Linked DNA regions of Ovis aries: all the other regions are linked to region 1. A link is a contact called in public Hi-C data. All regions are on one chromosome and are shown on one strand. The core of a region is the stretch at or near the end of the contact, and the rest is flanking DNA. Distances in the headings are between cores, read along the strand shown.

Region 1 (2,788 bases), core at 148-2,647:
TTCCGGAGAAAACCCAGTGTCCAGTGGTCAGTAGGGGGCTTGAGGTTGCACAAGGCTTAGCTTCAAATCACTCATTTTATCTGAAGACTCAGAGAAGGTCTAACTCTTTCAAAACAAATTCAGCTCCTTTGCTTACGTAGTAAAGCAACTCCCACATTAAAGTCCCGATGGTTAGTACAAAGTTGCCTTTTGAACTGTGAGGTATTTTGAGTGAGAAAATAATTGTTATCTGAATACTGGACTTTGCTTCTCTTTTCAAAGAGAGAAAAAAATTATTATAGGCCAAAACTTGTTTCATCTTTGTTACGCCAATCCCTCATTTGGATAATCACAAAATGGATATAGAGAAGTATAGCCTATGGAGCACATTACAGTTTTCAAGGTGCTTCATATCCACTGTTTTGATTGGTTCTCTGGCCAACTCTATAGACACATGGGGATTGTCTCTGTTTTATGGTTTAGGAAACTGAAGCTCAGAATACAGGGCTGATGCTAGGCCATTTGGGGACCTTTGGGTGAATTAGAGAAAGGGACCCTTCAAGACACTTCACAAACTATTTGCTAAAAAAATTATTTCAATGGATAAACACATCTACGGTGATTACCATTTGAGCAACACCCCGGGAGCTGACCCACCACCTGCGCAATAGTACCTGCTGGCCTTGCTGGCGAGGTTAGGTAATTTGCCAGACATCCAAGGCCGGCAAGTGAAGGGGGTTGGGCTTAGAACCCGAGCGCTTGCTCTTGTTCTTGCACTGTGTTCTGACGCCTCTCTGGTTCCCTCTCTTTATGCACAGACGACAATCTTAATCAGACAGGAAGGATGAGGCCATGTAAAAAAGAACTGACTGATGGCAAGGAGCCCTCCCGAAGCCTCTGCTTCAGCCTCTCCATGTTCTGAGAGAGAAGGAGCCAGGTAACTGTTGCTAACTGCCGTTTTCCTACCATCTGGGCCGCAGGCATCAGGAGAATCAAGGCCTAACAGCCAGGAGGCTCCCCAGGATCAGTTGGAGATCCACTTTATATATTTAAGCAGGCTTCCCTGCTGGCTCAGCTGGTAAAGAATCCACCTGCAATGTGGGAGACCTGGGTTCAATCCCTGGGTTGAGAAGATCCCCTGGAGAAGGGAAAGGCTACCCACTCCAGTATCCTGGCCTGGAGAATTCCATGGACTGTATAGTCCAAGGGGTTGCAGAGTTGGACTGAGCAACTTTCACTTCAGACAAGAGGACCCGAGCCTTGGCCTGTTAGACTGTTGTCCTGGAGCTTTGAGTTCCTAAGAAACTAGATTCTGATTTCTTTTGTTCTTTTCTACTTTCTTTGTGATCTCTACTAGGGATAGGCCACTTTGAGTCACCCTGGTTTTCTGAGCATACCTTCCAGTGACACGGGTCAGTTTGATCTGTGTGTAGAAAGAGAGTCATTGATCTTCCAACATTCTCTGCCCATGCTCTCCTCCTTGTACAACCATCTTTTGTTTTGCTGTTGGTCCTGACATCTGGGGTAACAGACTGTTCTTCATTGATTTTGGATTACAGAATGCTTCCTTTGGAGTCAGGGTTTCATTCATGGTGGCAATGACCCTTAAAATATCAGTTTATTCAAATACACCTGAAGGTTGTTTGCTGAATTAAGCACAGAAATGCATCTGGCTTTTAGATAGAAATGTTCAGAGGTTCTTTGGAATCCAGAAGAATCTGGGGGAAAAAATGTAAATTTTCAACCGCCATAACGTACCAAGGTATGAAATTCATTTGCGCTCCTGTTTATACATTTAATTAAAAATATTAAGCATTTATTATATGTTAGAGAATCAACGCCTATCTTATCTTGATAGAGAAAGGGAATATTCTAGAGACTTGGAGAGTCCTCAGAAATACAGCTAGAAATTTTACTGGATCAAATGGTAAGGTTGTTTTTGACCACTAGGTGGCGATATCACCTTGTGAAAATGATACTCTTCTGCGGACTGGAGGCCTCCAGTTATTTCTGAGACCGTGTGTATACAGTCAAAGAGACTTCTTTGTGAATAAATGGAGGAAAAGCCATATTTTATCATTTACATAGTGATCTGATTGAAACGCTCAAGGGGACTGGAAACTCCAGGAGCGATGGGACTGTGTCTGTTGTCATGCTTATTATAGCCGTAGCTTATAGTTCATGTAGTGGGCATTCAGTAAATAAATAAAGCTTTTGAACCATTTAGATTGTCATTGGAAGAACCATTTCAGGAGTGTGGAAAATCCTGGAACATACACAGAAGCCTAGGATTTGGAGAAGTTGGGGGCAATTGATGATCCTGATGGATTATCAGTTGAGCAGAGACTCAGAGAGGCAGCATTGGGAAGGTAGAAACATCAAAAGTGATCTGAGGCTCTTCTAATTGCTTTGTGTTTCCTAAATTTCTCTTGATGAGAAAAAGAATTTCTCCCTTTATAATATAGGGGGTTGTCAACCAAAAATCTGAATTTTTTGCTTGCTTCTATATTACTTCTAATGATGGCTCTGTCTTGGAAAGGATCTCCAAAAATAATGTCCTCTTCTCTGCCTGTCATTCATTGGTAAATTGTTTATTCTGTAACTTACTTATTGTTCATTCATTCAGTCCACAAATAGTCACTGCACAGCTGTGAGGTACAGAGCGCTCGTCTAGACTGCGCGATCATCTCTGACCTTTCCCTATCATGGCTCCTTTGAGTTCAGTTAATCACTCAGTCCTACTAGCTGTGGCATCCACACCATGCTCCTCCGTTCCTTTTGCTCTTACCCTAGCCCTGGCCTCCTCCTT
Region 2 (2,788 bases), core at 178-2,677, 210 kb after region 1:
ATTGTTGTGGGGATTAAAAGTCATCCTAGTTCCCAGGGAGCACCTGGCTGATAGCAAGAGCTCAGTAAGTGACATGATCGCCTGAGACAGGTGGTCTGTGGTCTTTGGGGGATGCTCAGCTAAGTGAGGGCTGTCTCCACGGTGGTTTCCCAGGCATCTCTGACTGCGCATCCCATGATGGGCAGCCGGACATCTGCGCTCAGACCACATCACATGGGACCATTGCACAGAACTGCCTGCTTGAGCTTGGGCTTTGCCAGCTGTGACCACTAGGTGGCAGTATTTAATGGCAGCCGCTCCCCTTTCCCAGGGGTTCTCCGCCCAGGTGGAAATGTAGGGGCCACGCTGAGCCAACTTGAGGTCTTGCTGCACCCAGGATGGACTCCGTATGAGCGAGAAATAGATCTTTGTGGTTTTAAGCCTCTTGGATGTAGACTTCGTTTTGTTTCCAGGACAACCTTATCTGTTCCAATTGATAACGCTGGGTTGCCCTGTCCCCAGCTCAGGCTCCCTGGAATGTCCATCTAGAGGAAGGTCAGTCTTAACTGGACCTTCTCAAGCATCTCTGACTCCCAGCCAATGTCCTCACCCTGTTAGACGCCTCCAAGCTCAGCTCGGCCGCCCCAGCAGTCCCTTTGCCTTGGTCGAGGGTCACTACAGCGTGACCACAGAGAGGGCCACCCCGTTTTTCCCCAAATATAGGCTCTTATCAGCCTCATCTGCTGCAGGACATTTGGTCATTGTCTTTGTCTAGACACCAGAATTAAAAATCTCTTATCAGCTTATATACTGAGGAAGTTGGGTCAGGCAGTATCAGGGCCAAAATTCCTCTGCCTCCAGCACAGCTGCTGCGGCAGCTCCATCAGAGATGAAGTTTATTGGAAGGAAAACCAGGGACAAGGGAGGAGCCCTGGATGGGGAGCCGGAAAGCCTGGGCTCCAGCCCTGGTTCTGCTTTTCACTGTGTGAGCTCAAGGAGTCCCTTCCTTTCTCTTCCTGCCTCAGGGCCTTTGCCCAGGTTATTCCTTTTGCTGGAGTGCTCTCCCCAGCTCCTTCCCTCCTCACCTGCTTGACTTGCTCAGCCATCACAGCTCAGCCTGAAACACGGGCTCATTGTGTTCCACGCACCCCGCTCGCTGCCTTAGAGCACACACTTTTTTGCTTTAATTACTTTAATTAAAGTGATTACTTAATTACTCATTCAGAGACTGTCTCCCCACTAGGCTCTGAGCTCTGTGAAAGTGACAATCTGTCTGTGACCCCATTGAGGTTTGACAAAGGAGTGAATCTGCCCTTTTAGAGCCTCTCTGGAAGCCTGGGCACAGGGGGATGGAGGGTGGTGTTTCAGGGTGCCCAGCCCAGCCCTCCCGGGAGCTGCGGAAGGGCCCCTCTCTCCCAGCCGCCTTGGTTAAGCCCAGCCTAAGTGACTTGGTCCTCTGCTGCCCCCTGGTGTCCACCTCTAAGGTTAGTCCCAGGCCCTCCCACTCCCGAGAGCAAACTGCCTGGGCTTTTCCTGCCTTGTCTTGATCACTTCTGACAGATGATGGTTATTATTGCCCGTTTTATGAATGAAGAAAGCCCACATCTGTCCGTTTCTTTGGAAAATATTTGTTGAGTACCTATTATTTGTCAGACACTTTGCTAGGGCTTCCCTTGTGGCTCAGCTGGTAAAGAATCCGCCTGCAATGCAGGAGACCTGGGTTCGATTCCTGGGTCGGGAAAATCCCCAGGAGAAGGGAAAGGCTACCCACTCCAGTGTTCTGGCTTGGAGAATTCCATGGACGGTATTGACCATGGGGTCACAAAGAGTCGGAAGTGACTAAGCGACTTTCACTTTCACCTTGCTAGGAGCTGGTGCTTCACTGATGAATTTTCTGCCCTCACCAAGCTTGCATTTTGGTCTGTGATGGGGAAGGAAGATAGTAAATAGTGAACAAGAGAGTAAGCAAATACACAGCACTGGGTATGTGTGCATGAGTGTGTGCACCCGTGTAAGCACATGTGTGCACGCACATATGTGTCTATGTACACGTACACATGTATTTGTGCTTGTATGTAGCGGCTTCGATGTTAACTGACTTGTCCCAGCTCACAGAGATGCTGCTGGATTTGAGCCCAGTTGTCACGATCATCCATAAGCCCTAACTCCGTGGTATGTGCTTATCCTCACAACAACCTTACCTTATCCTATTTTGCAGATGGGGAAAAAAAGCACAGAGAGGCTAGATAACTTAGTGACCCAAGGTCACTTAGCCGCTGAATGGTGGAACTGGACTTGAACCCAGGTGCTTTGGCTGCAGAGCCCGTCTTCTTAACACTGTGCTACACAAACTGTGAGTTTTGGTCTTTAGGGCTTCAGTGATGGTGGCCACAAAGCCAGTGCCACCCTCTCCTCCCACCCAGCCAAGAAGGATCAGAAGAGCCCATCCTGGCCCGTCTTCTGTCTCCAAACTATCCAAGATAATTGAGTCGCCTCTTGTCCCACTACTTGGGGAGAGTGGGTAGGAGTGGGTGCTGTAGATGGTCCCTGCTCTCAGGGAGCCTGATGAGCTGGCCATGGGTGGAGAACAACCCTGCTGGGCTATGAGGTGAGGAGCTCAGGTACAGGGGGCAGGGAAGGCTTCCTGAAGGAAGTGAGAGTGGGGCTGGGCCCAGAAAATTGACTAGGACTCAGATGTACATTTCCAAGAGGGAATAGGGTGAGCTGAGGCTTGTAGGGAGGAAGTGTGAAGCTGCCCATGGCTCTGAAATTCAGGGCTTGTCTGACAAGCTGAGAAGCATGACTGCCT
Region 3 (2,788 bases), core at 191-2,690, 150 kb after region 1:
AAGAGTGTGTACAGAGCCTGACTGGGAAGGTTTTTGGTTGGAATGGTTTTCGGTTGAAGGGCAGTTTGAAGAGGTTGCTGGAGCAGGGGTCAGGCCAGAGAGATAACCGACGGAGTTGTAGCTGATGGTGATACAGAGCTTTCTGCCCAGATCCGAAGATGGTAAACCCTGTACACCATGTCCTGGAGTTTGGACATTGTCTCAAGGGTACTTGGGAGCCATGGAAAGCTTTAAGAGACAGGCAAGAGAAAGTGAAAGTGAAGTCGCTCAGTCGTGTCCCACTCTTTGCGACCCCATGGACTGTAGCCTCCCAGGCTCCTCCATCCATGGAATTTTCCAGGCAAGAGTACTGGAGTGGGTTGCCATTTCCTTCTCCAGGGGATCTTCCCCACCCAGAGATTAAACCTGGGTCTCCTGCATTGCAAGCAGACGCCTTTACCATCTGAGCCACCAGGGAAGCTCTTAAGGCATGAGAGGTGCTCTTGTATGTAATAATGCACTCCACACGCTGCTGACCCACCCCAGGTCTCTTTAAAAACCTCAGGATCCTGAGTTGGTTAGTCATTGTCATCTCCATGTTGGAGTTAAGCACTAGAGGCTCAGGGAGGGACAGCCGTTGGCTAAGTCACACAGTAGAACCTTGACTGAAGCTTTGTCTCTGTCCTGCCCTGCTTCCGTGAGTGCTGTGTTTCTGGCTGCTCCTGCGCAAGCTGCGTTCCTAGGTGCTCGAGGAGGACACTCTGTGAACAGGCTGCTCCTAGTAGCGGGGTCTCCCTCCCTCTGCTGTTCTTCAAGGGGTGGGAGCATGGAGGTGGGGGTGGGCTGGTTGGTGGGACCTGCTAGATCCCTGAGCCTCTCTTTGCTCAGACAACAGCCCAGGTTGCAACGTGTCTGTGTTTTCTCTGCAGATGAGCGGGCCTGACACAGTAGGGGACGATGATGACACCTCCCGGAAGAGAAAGAGCAAAAACCTGTACGTTGGAAAGATCTATGGTCCTCACCCTAGTGATGGGGGCGGGGGACGGTCCCTGCACCCCTCTCCTTCCCCTGTCTGCCGGCTTATTCTCCATGCCCAGTGGGCCAGGGGCAGAGGCAGGGAGAAGGGGCTGCATCCAGTCCTACCCTAGACAGACACTCATGAAAAATGGGATCTTGGGACCTAGCTGTGGCCCCAAGGTGAGGTCAGCCAGGGTCCTGAGCACCCAGCACCGCCCTCAGCGTCCATCCACACAGAGTGAGGCGAGGTGCTGATTTAGTATCTGGAAGCCACAGGGAACCAAGCAAAAGCAAGCAGCTGGGTTGCCCTGGCTCTGTCCAGCTGCCAGGCCAAGCGGTGGCCAAGTGACCATGACGAGTTCTTCACTCCCTCCGAGAAAGGGCTGACTAGCCTGGTCACGAGAGTCCCCTTTCTCCACTGAGCTCTTGAATGCTGGCAGTCCTGGGCATTGCCAGGAGGGGGTGCTGCAGGCTCAGAGAGCCGATCCCATACGCCCCATGCCTTTCTGCCCCCACCCCCTCCACATAATTTATACTTTCGATTTGGAAGTTTGTTAGAGGTACTCGGTTATTAACAGAGAGTGAGGGGTTTTCTCCATGGTCTCCTTGTACCCCGGGCCATGGAGACTGTGGGCAGGGACAGAGGAGAAGGCGGTGAGGGACATGGTGGCCCTCAGAGGGAACCCCCTCCCCTCCAGGTCCTGTAGAGCCCACCGTTGCACACCAATTAGGCCGGCCTTGGGGTCGGGGCCCTGACTGCAACCTTGGCTCAGGTCCACTCCCTAGAAACTCTCTCCCCAGCTTCCCTGCCCTCTCCAGTTTCTCGCAGCAACATTAGGCTTCTCTCACTCTGCAGCCAGAACCGACGCACTTTCTAGGGAAGGTGAAATGCACAAAGATGACTCTTTGTACCAACCATCCGGTGAAGGCGGCACCAGAATGGCTGAGGGTGGCGCTCCCAGGAGTGCAGCAGTGGAGGGCAGCAGAGGGCAGGCATCCAGGGTGCTGGAGCTCTCCTGCCTCACCCACTCTGGCCTTCTTTTCAAGTAGGGCACTGCCTCTTGACGACCCATGGCTCACATTCTTAAATGCTTAGGCGAGGATTCTTAGATCTGCAATGATAAATAGCTCATATTTATTGTGCTAGGCACTGTTCTGTGTGCATTGACATGTATTATCTAATTTGACCTTTGCATTCACGCATGCGTGCTTAGTTCTGTCTGACTCTGCCACCCCATGGACTGCAGCCTGCCAGGATCCTCTGTCCATGGAAGTTTCCAGGCGCGAATACTGGAGTGGGTTGCCATTTCCTGCTCCAAAGGATCTTCCTGACTCAGGGATCAAACCTGCGTCTTTTGCAGTGGTAGGCGGATTCTTTACCACTGCGCCGCCTGCCTTTACAATACTTTAAAGAAAAGAGAAATTATTGGAGTATAGTTGCTTTGTTTATTAGATTTTCTCCCCATTTAGGTCACCACAGAGCACTGAGTAGAGTTCCCTGTGCTGAACAGTAGGTTCTCGTTAGTCATTTGCTTTATACATAGCTGTGTATATGGCAAACCCAATCTCCCAGTTCGTACCCCCTCCTTGGTAACCTTAGGTTCGTTCTCTGCATCTGTGTCTCTCTTTCTACCTTGCCAATAAGTTCATCTGTACTATTTTTCTAGATTCCGCATTTAAGTGACCTTTACCATAATTTTTATTTTACTCTCCTTTTTTCTTATTTAACCTGTTTTACAAATGAGTAAACTGAGGCAGAAAGAGGTTAAGTTGGTTTTCCAAGGTTAAGTGG

Evidence for each region. A called contact is a pair of places that touch in the nucleus more often than the background predicts.
Region 2: a Hi-C map of liver shows a contact between it and region 1, with 8 times the contacts expected there. The contact joins two enhancer-like sites. A contact is called at or near these places in 13 of 16 Hi-C or Micro-C datasets (blood, hypothalamus, liver and 6 more).
Region 3: a contact with region 1 is called in a Hi-C map of liver, with 4 times the contacts expected there. The contact joins two enhancer-like sites. A contact is called at or near these places in 15 of 16 Hi-C or Micro-C datasets (blood, hypothalamus, liver and 7 more).

The regions. Positions count from the first base shown.
Region 1 is chr2:10,285,025-10,287,812 of ARS-UI_Ramb_v3.0, reverse strand. C2H9orf43 (chromosome 2 C9orf43 homolog) reads left to right here. Exons shown (of 14, transcript XM_060408884.1): 13 at 798-916. The coding sequence ends at 901. Among named protein-coding and RNA genes, the nearest start is that of RGS3, 16 kb to the right of the region's middle. Within about 2 kb of position 1,397, at least 2 of the 54 cell types and tissues checked have an H3K27ac peak or open chromatin away from gene starts, as enhancers often do. A contact at or near this core is called in liver, where this site is marked.
Region 2 is chr2:10,079,595-10,082,382 of ARS-UI_Ramb_v3.0, reverse strand. No RefSeq gene overlaps it. Among named protein-coding and RNA genes, the nearest start is that of RGS3, 190 kb to the left of the region's middle. Within about 2 kb of position 1,427, at least 15 of the 54 cell types and tissues checked have an H3K27ac peak or open chromatin away from gene starts, as enhancers often do. A contact at or near this core is called in liver, where this site is marked.
Region 3 is chr2:10,139,878-10,142,665 of ARS-UI_Ramb_v3.0, reverse strand. RGS3 (regulator of G protein signaling 3) reads left to right here. Exons shown (of 23, transcript XM_042242856.1): 19 at 909-973. Among named protein-coding and RNA genes, the nearest start is that of RGS3, 130 kb to the left of the region's middle. Within about 2 kb of position 1,440, at least 10 of the 54 cell types and tissues checked have an H3K27ac peak or open chromatin away from gene starts, as enhancers often do. A contact at or near this core is called in liver, where this site is marked.